Linked DNA regions of Mus musculus: region 1 is linked to region 2. The links are chromatin contacts, called in public HiChIP or PLAC-seq maps. All regions are on one chromosome and are shown on one strand. The core of a region is the stretch at or near the end of the contact, and the rest is flanking DNA. Distances in the headings are between cores, read along the strand shown.

What was found. HiChIP or PLAC-seq counts read pairs in DNA pulled down with a chosen protein or histone mark.
Region 1: an H3K27ac HiChIP or PLAC-seq map of large pre-B cells shows a contact between it and region 2, with 8 times the contacts expected there. The contact joins two enhancer-like sites.

Annotation. Positions count from the first base shown.
Region 1 is chr2:172,965,309-172,968,293 of GRCm38.p6, reverse strand. No RefSeq gene overlaps it. Among named protein-coding and RNA genes, the nearest start is that of Gm52538, 12 kb to the left of the region's middle. Within about 2 kb of position 1,678, at least 62 of the 459 cell types and tissues checked have an H3K27ac peak or open chromatin away from gene starts, as enhancers often do.
Region 2 is chr2:170,306,189-170,309,226 of GRCm38.p6, reverse strand. No RefSeq gene overlaps it. Among named protein-coding and RNA genes, the nearest start is that of Gm34542, 12 kb to the left of the region's middle. Within about 2 kb of position 1,291, at least 180 of the 459 cell types and tissues checked have an H3K27ac peak or open chromatin away from gene starts, as enhancers often do.

The DNA.
Region 1 (2,985 bases), core at 429-2,928, 2.7 Mb before region 2:
CATCCCATCCCATCCCATCCCATCCCATCCCATCTCATCTCATCTCATCTCATCTCATCTCATCTCAGCTCATCTCATCTCATCTCATCTCATCTCATCTCATCTCGTCCCTGAGCTGCTATGACACGTCACTGCATTGCCGGTCTTTGATTGTTTCTGCGTCCCTCACTTGTCACCCATCACCTGCTTTATTTTCAAGAGCTCCTTCTGTTTTCAGTGTTTTCAAAAGTTCCAGGTGACCCTGAAACCCACCTGAGGATTTGCAATTTGCAGGCCTGGGCAGAGTTAAATTATTCACATATTTACATTTTTGTTTTTTTGTTTCTTTGTTTGTTTGTTTTTCAAGACAGGATTTCTCTGTGTAGCCCTGGCTGTCCTGGAACTCACTCTGTAGACCAGGCTGGCCTTGAACTCAGAAATCCACCTGCCTCTACTTCCCAAGTGCTAGGATTAAAGGCGTGCGCCACCACCGCCCAGCACGCATTAACATTTTTAAAAGTATTTTGCTGTCCTCTCTAAGATAAGTGGATCTTCTTTCCCAGCTCATCAAAAGAGCACACCACCTAAGTTTCTACCTCACAAGTGTGGGGCAGCTCTGAAAGTGTGTTTAAAGGGCTGGGCAGCTCAGTCACTCAAGTACTTGGCTTTCAAACATGAGGCGCTGAGTCCCAAACACAGGACTCAGGCAAAAATAAGAATGGTGGTGTGTGTATGTGTAGTCTGAGTGCTAGGAGGAAGGCAAGTGAACCCCAGGAGTGAACCCCAGGAGTGAACCCCGGCTGACTGGCCAGCCGGCCTAGCCTAGTCAGTGACCTCTAGGCAAATGAGGGCCCTGATCTCAAAGACAAAGTACATGGCCCAAGGGACTGTCCTCACTGTCCTCAAGCCTCTACACACCTGCATGCACACCTGCTCACACATGCTCACTCTCTCATGCAAATGCACACACACACAGAGTATATGTGCAAATGGGCAAAACAGGTGGAGCTGTGCATGATGGGAATTGCAGTAGTCAGGAGCACTGAGGCAGGACGATAAAGAATTAAAGGGAAGCTTGAGCTATATAGTGAGTTCCAGGCCAGCCTCCACTACATGGTAAGATGTGGCCTCAAAGGGGATGGGGAGAGAACAAAAAGAAGTATATATACAAAGTTCTCATTCCCATCCACCTGTCTGTCTGTTCACTTACTCACCCATCCATCCAGCCATCCGTCTGTCTGTCCATCCATCCATCTGCCCATCCATCTATATATCTACCCATCTGTGCATCCATCCATCCATCCACTCATTCTAAAATATGAGTTCAAATCGGAACCCTAGGCTAGGTGTTGCCTGGAGGCCTCGAAGCCTCTTGGGACCTAGATAGTTGAGCAGGGCATGGTGTTTCATAAGCACCCAGTGAAAATGTGTTCTGTGTTAGCTCCCTTTCTGTTGCTGTAATAAAACATCATTATCAAAAGCAACTTTAAGGAGGGGGGCATATTTTGGTTTATTGTTTGAGAGGGTTAGAGTCCACTAATGGGGAAGGACATAGCATTAGAACAGGGATACATACGAAACAGAGAGAGGGAGAGGGGAGGGGAAGAGGAAACAGGAAGTGAGATGAAGTGTGGATCTTCAAAGTCCACCCTCAGTGACACACTTCCTCCAGCATGGCTCTACCTCCTAAATGTCTCAAAACTGCTACTGGGGACCAAGTGTTCACGCACAGGAGACTCGGGGATATTACTCACTCAAATCCCCACGGCCTGTGGCGTGCTTCTCCAGCAAAGACACTCCTGCATGGTGGCTACTTTATTTCTTGCTTGGTTTTGTGATGATTTCAGTCTACTATGAGTTTAAACTCAACACACAGCTTGTGAAAATTGGAAAGCACTCCAGAAATGTCCAAGTGTATAAAGCCCACCATTTCTGATCTGTGCGATTCAGATTAAACTGTTTAAATGTCTTCAAGCTCTCTTATTTTATTGTACACAGCTGGGAACCGAGCTTGGGCAGGGCTTCAGTCATACTAGTGACAGCCCCAGATAACTGGGGTTCCTGTCCCCCAAGTTTTAGGAAATGTCTCTTCATTTATTTATTTAAAGAAGGGAATTTCTTGAGTTAGTCAATGTGGGGTGCATCCCTGGAGGTTGTGAGGGGTACTGGGCGTGGAACCTAGAACCTCACACAGATTAGCCAAGGGCTTTACCACTGAGCTGTACCCCAAACCCAGGCATACTATTTTTTCTTCTTCCCTCTCTCTCTCCTTCCCTCCCTCCCTTCTTCCTTCCTTCCCTCCCTCCATCCCTCTCTCCCTTCCTGCCTCCCTCCCTCCCTCTCCTCATACCTCGCTCCATTCCTCCCTCCCTCTCTCCATCCCTTTCTCCCTCCCTCCTTTCTTCTCTCTTTTCCTCCCTCGCCCTCTTTTCTTTTGATGTAGGATCTAATATGTAGCCCTAGCCTCTGGTTTTCTCACCTTCACCTGTAGAATCTGAGATTGTAGCACCACACCGACTATCAGGCTTCTAGCTGCAGGGAGCGAGCAATGATACACCCCAGGGTGATTCCATGTCTAAATGCGTCCAAGCAGCCCAGTCATCTCACAGACCCCGGATGCAGAGAAGAAGGTCTGGAGAGGCCTGGGCGGCTACAGAGGACTGGGCCCACCTTGGCTCTCCGTCCCTCCACTGTCTTCTTTTCCACCTTGATGCAACACATTCTGTTCCCTGTCCCAGAAGGCCGTGGTCTCTGGTGGCGCAGGAAGGCTGGCACAGCATCTGAGGCCCTTTTCCCTTACTGCCTACACCTCTGACTCAGAAGGCACGCCCCAACCCAGCCTTCAGGTCACCCCCAGAAAGGCACACTAGCCGCTCTGAGATTCCTTCTGAAAGGTTGGGCAGCTCCTTCCAGGTCACTGCAGTGGAATGTGACCTGTGATCCGGGCAGCCAGGATTCCACAGTTCATCCCCACCCCCTCCTCAGAGCACAGCGCCGGCTGCTTTC
Region 2 (3,038 bases), core at 42-2,541:
AGAGCAGCACAAGACCAGGCCTGCCAACATTCCACAGGGAAGGAAGGCGAGGCTCACGAGGCCCCACCCCTCCCTGAGGAGATTGGGCAAGTTAATGGAGTCTGAGGGAGGGGAAGACGTATGTATGTAACCATGGGGTAATCGCTGCTGAGTTGCCACCAACCAGTAACTACTCCCCATCTGTGTTCATGCACGCTCAGCCTTTTAACACAAGGGCCTTTAGGGAGTATTAAAGATATAAACTATAGCACCAGGTTCAAAGCAAACAAACAAACTCATTCCCACTTTTATTCCTGTCTCATTTCATCTAAGCCTTAAATGTTCCTTGGGGTGAAAAAAATAAATTTGTTTTTAAAAGCTGAGAAAAAGGTACTTCAGGGATCTTAGCTAGCCTTTTTTTTTTTAAATAAAGTCTATAATAGTTCAAATATTTCTTTAATGTTATTTTCATTCCAATAAGCTCTAGTCCACTGGAGCCTTCGCACCCACAGTTCCTCCAGTTAGGAGCAACTGGATGCCCACTCAAGGCCCAGGATTCCGGGCAGCCTTGGAACCTGAGCCCACACCCATTCATCTCCGACCAGCTCCTCTGAACTCCGCCCTACTAGGAGGCTCCCTGGCTTCACCACACTCCCATTGCCTCTGAGCCTGCTTGGGAGTGTCTGGGAGATGACTGTCACAAATGGGTGTGTAATAGAAATAGGCAAATCCATAGAGGATATATCTACTTCCGGAATTAGATTGTTGTGATAGCCAGCAATCAAACAGAAGAGGCTAGGCAAAACCAGGTAAGGGCAATTCTGCTATGTCCACAGACTTAGATTTCACCCCTCTGGGACTCATTGTGAGGAACAATGACCCTTTTAGCAGTGAAACACATGATGACTAACATGTTTTTAGCTTGTCAGTGAGAACTACCATCATATATTGGTAAGTATTTCCGCACAAAACACACTTGGAAGGGATATTGTTTCAAGCCTGGACAAAGCTCGCACTGTTGGGCTCCGGTTCCAGTTATTTTAGGCAGGGAAGGGAATTTCCATGGCTCCCTCCCTCCCTCCCAGCAACTTCGAACAGTCATCAGCTCTAAGAACCGCTTCCTTATAATCAGTCAGAGTCCAAGTTATTTAACAGAAGAAGAAGAAGAAAGAAATCCCCTGACTTTATGAATAAAATCCCTTGCCAAATGACCCACCGGAGAGCATCGCTGTAAGCTCAGACAGGACAAAGGCACAACCTAACTTAGCAGAGGGAAGGGGGATGGAGGACGGCGTGCTGGAATAGAATCCTGACTGCACCACTGTAGAAGTTGGTATTATTCATCTCAGAAAACAGACTGCCAAGCAGTAGCTTATGCAGACCATTACCTCAATGGTCTGATTTGCAAGTCTATTGTACTGTATGTAAATGATTCAACAGTCAATTAATCTATATGACATAAGTCACAGTACAGGTGGCAACAGACATGGCAGAAATCCAAAGTAACACATAAATGACAGTTGAGAAACAGGATTTAGACCGAGCCAACCACAACAGAGGAAGTGAATACGATACAAGGCACAGGCCCCGGGGACATTGCTCTCATGGTGACAGGCTCTCTGCACAAGTGTGACGCTCTGAGTTTGAATCCTCTGCACCCACACACACAAAAGCTGGGCTCGGCTACCCCAGAGCTGGTTGCCAGAGGCCGGAATCCACTTGGGCTCACTACCCAGTCTTACCTAGTCAGTGAGCTCTAAATGCAGTAGAGATGCAATCTCCAGAGGAGAATCAATTGAGGGAGACCCTCTGATGTCACCCTCTGACTGCCACACACCCCTGCTCTGGCCAGGGCATGGGCACACAGTCCTATGCCACACACATAAACAGTAACAGAATAAGGTGTGAATGGGCTGCACTGAATGGCAATCTTAAGCAGGGGCTGGCGACAGCTTAAATGTTTTCTAAGTATTAATGATAATGCAAAAATGTGAATGGAAAGACTTGTGTCCCCACCACCACCACCACCACCCCTTTCAGAGGAAACCACAGCGAGCAAATGGCAGAACAGGATTCAATACTGGTGCTTACTGTGCCAAGCCAAGCACAGCCTGGGAACTCAGAGAGGCGCAGGTGGGTGATGCCACTCACACCTCCCCCAGCAAAGGAAACAACACCCACAGGCCACTGGGAAAACTGCACTTCTGGCCATGAAGAGTAGGAACTTTAGCATCTCTGACTCAGGGTAGCCTCCCTCTATGCAGACGCTAAACTAAACAATTTGGTCTCTGAGGCGACAAGGGACCGGTGGTTTAGAGATCTTGTCATCCAGCCTCTGACTTCTCTGCCCATAAACCATTGTGTTTTGTGGTCAGCGGAGGACATGAGCCCCGTGCAAGGGAATCTGCGCAGCAAGCAGGAACCAGGCACTGTAGCAGACACTAACAGTCCCTGGCTTTGCCTACTGGGGTCTCCCTGAACTGCACTCCCTTGGAATAGATCAGGAACCAACTGACCTAAGAAATGGTTCCCTCACCCTGGATGAACAGCTCACACAGGCAGTGGCTGACTGTGCCAAGGTGTGAGAACCTGTTTCCAGGTTCTCTGAGACTGTGCAGTGCTGTGTGTCCTCAGAGGACAGGGAGTAGCCACTTCCTTCACCCAATAGTCGCACCCAACTTCTATAGCCAGTCCCACCACCAGACCTAAAGACACCACACTCTATGGAGACCCCATGTAAGCAATGTTGTGTTTTATGAGAGAGGGAGAGGGGGGAGAGAGAGGGGAGGGGAGAGAGAGAGAAAAGCCAGGGATATGTTTGGTGGAGGCACAGTATTGAGGGGGGTGCCTCTGTGGGTCACTCAATGTCCTGTGTGGCCACGATAGGCAGCTGCCCGTAGTCTAAACAGTGAACTTTTTATTCTCTCAAAGCCCTAGAGAAAAACATGTATTTTCTTTCTCCAAAAGAAGATTCCCCGCCCAGCAGTAGGCCACCATAGTCATTGGTTATTGGCTTCCCCTTCGAAGAAGGGACAATATGGTTGCCCTATCAGGTTCTT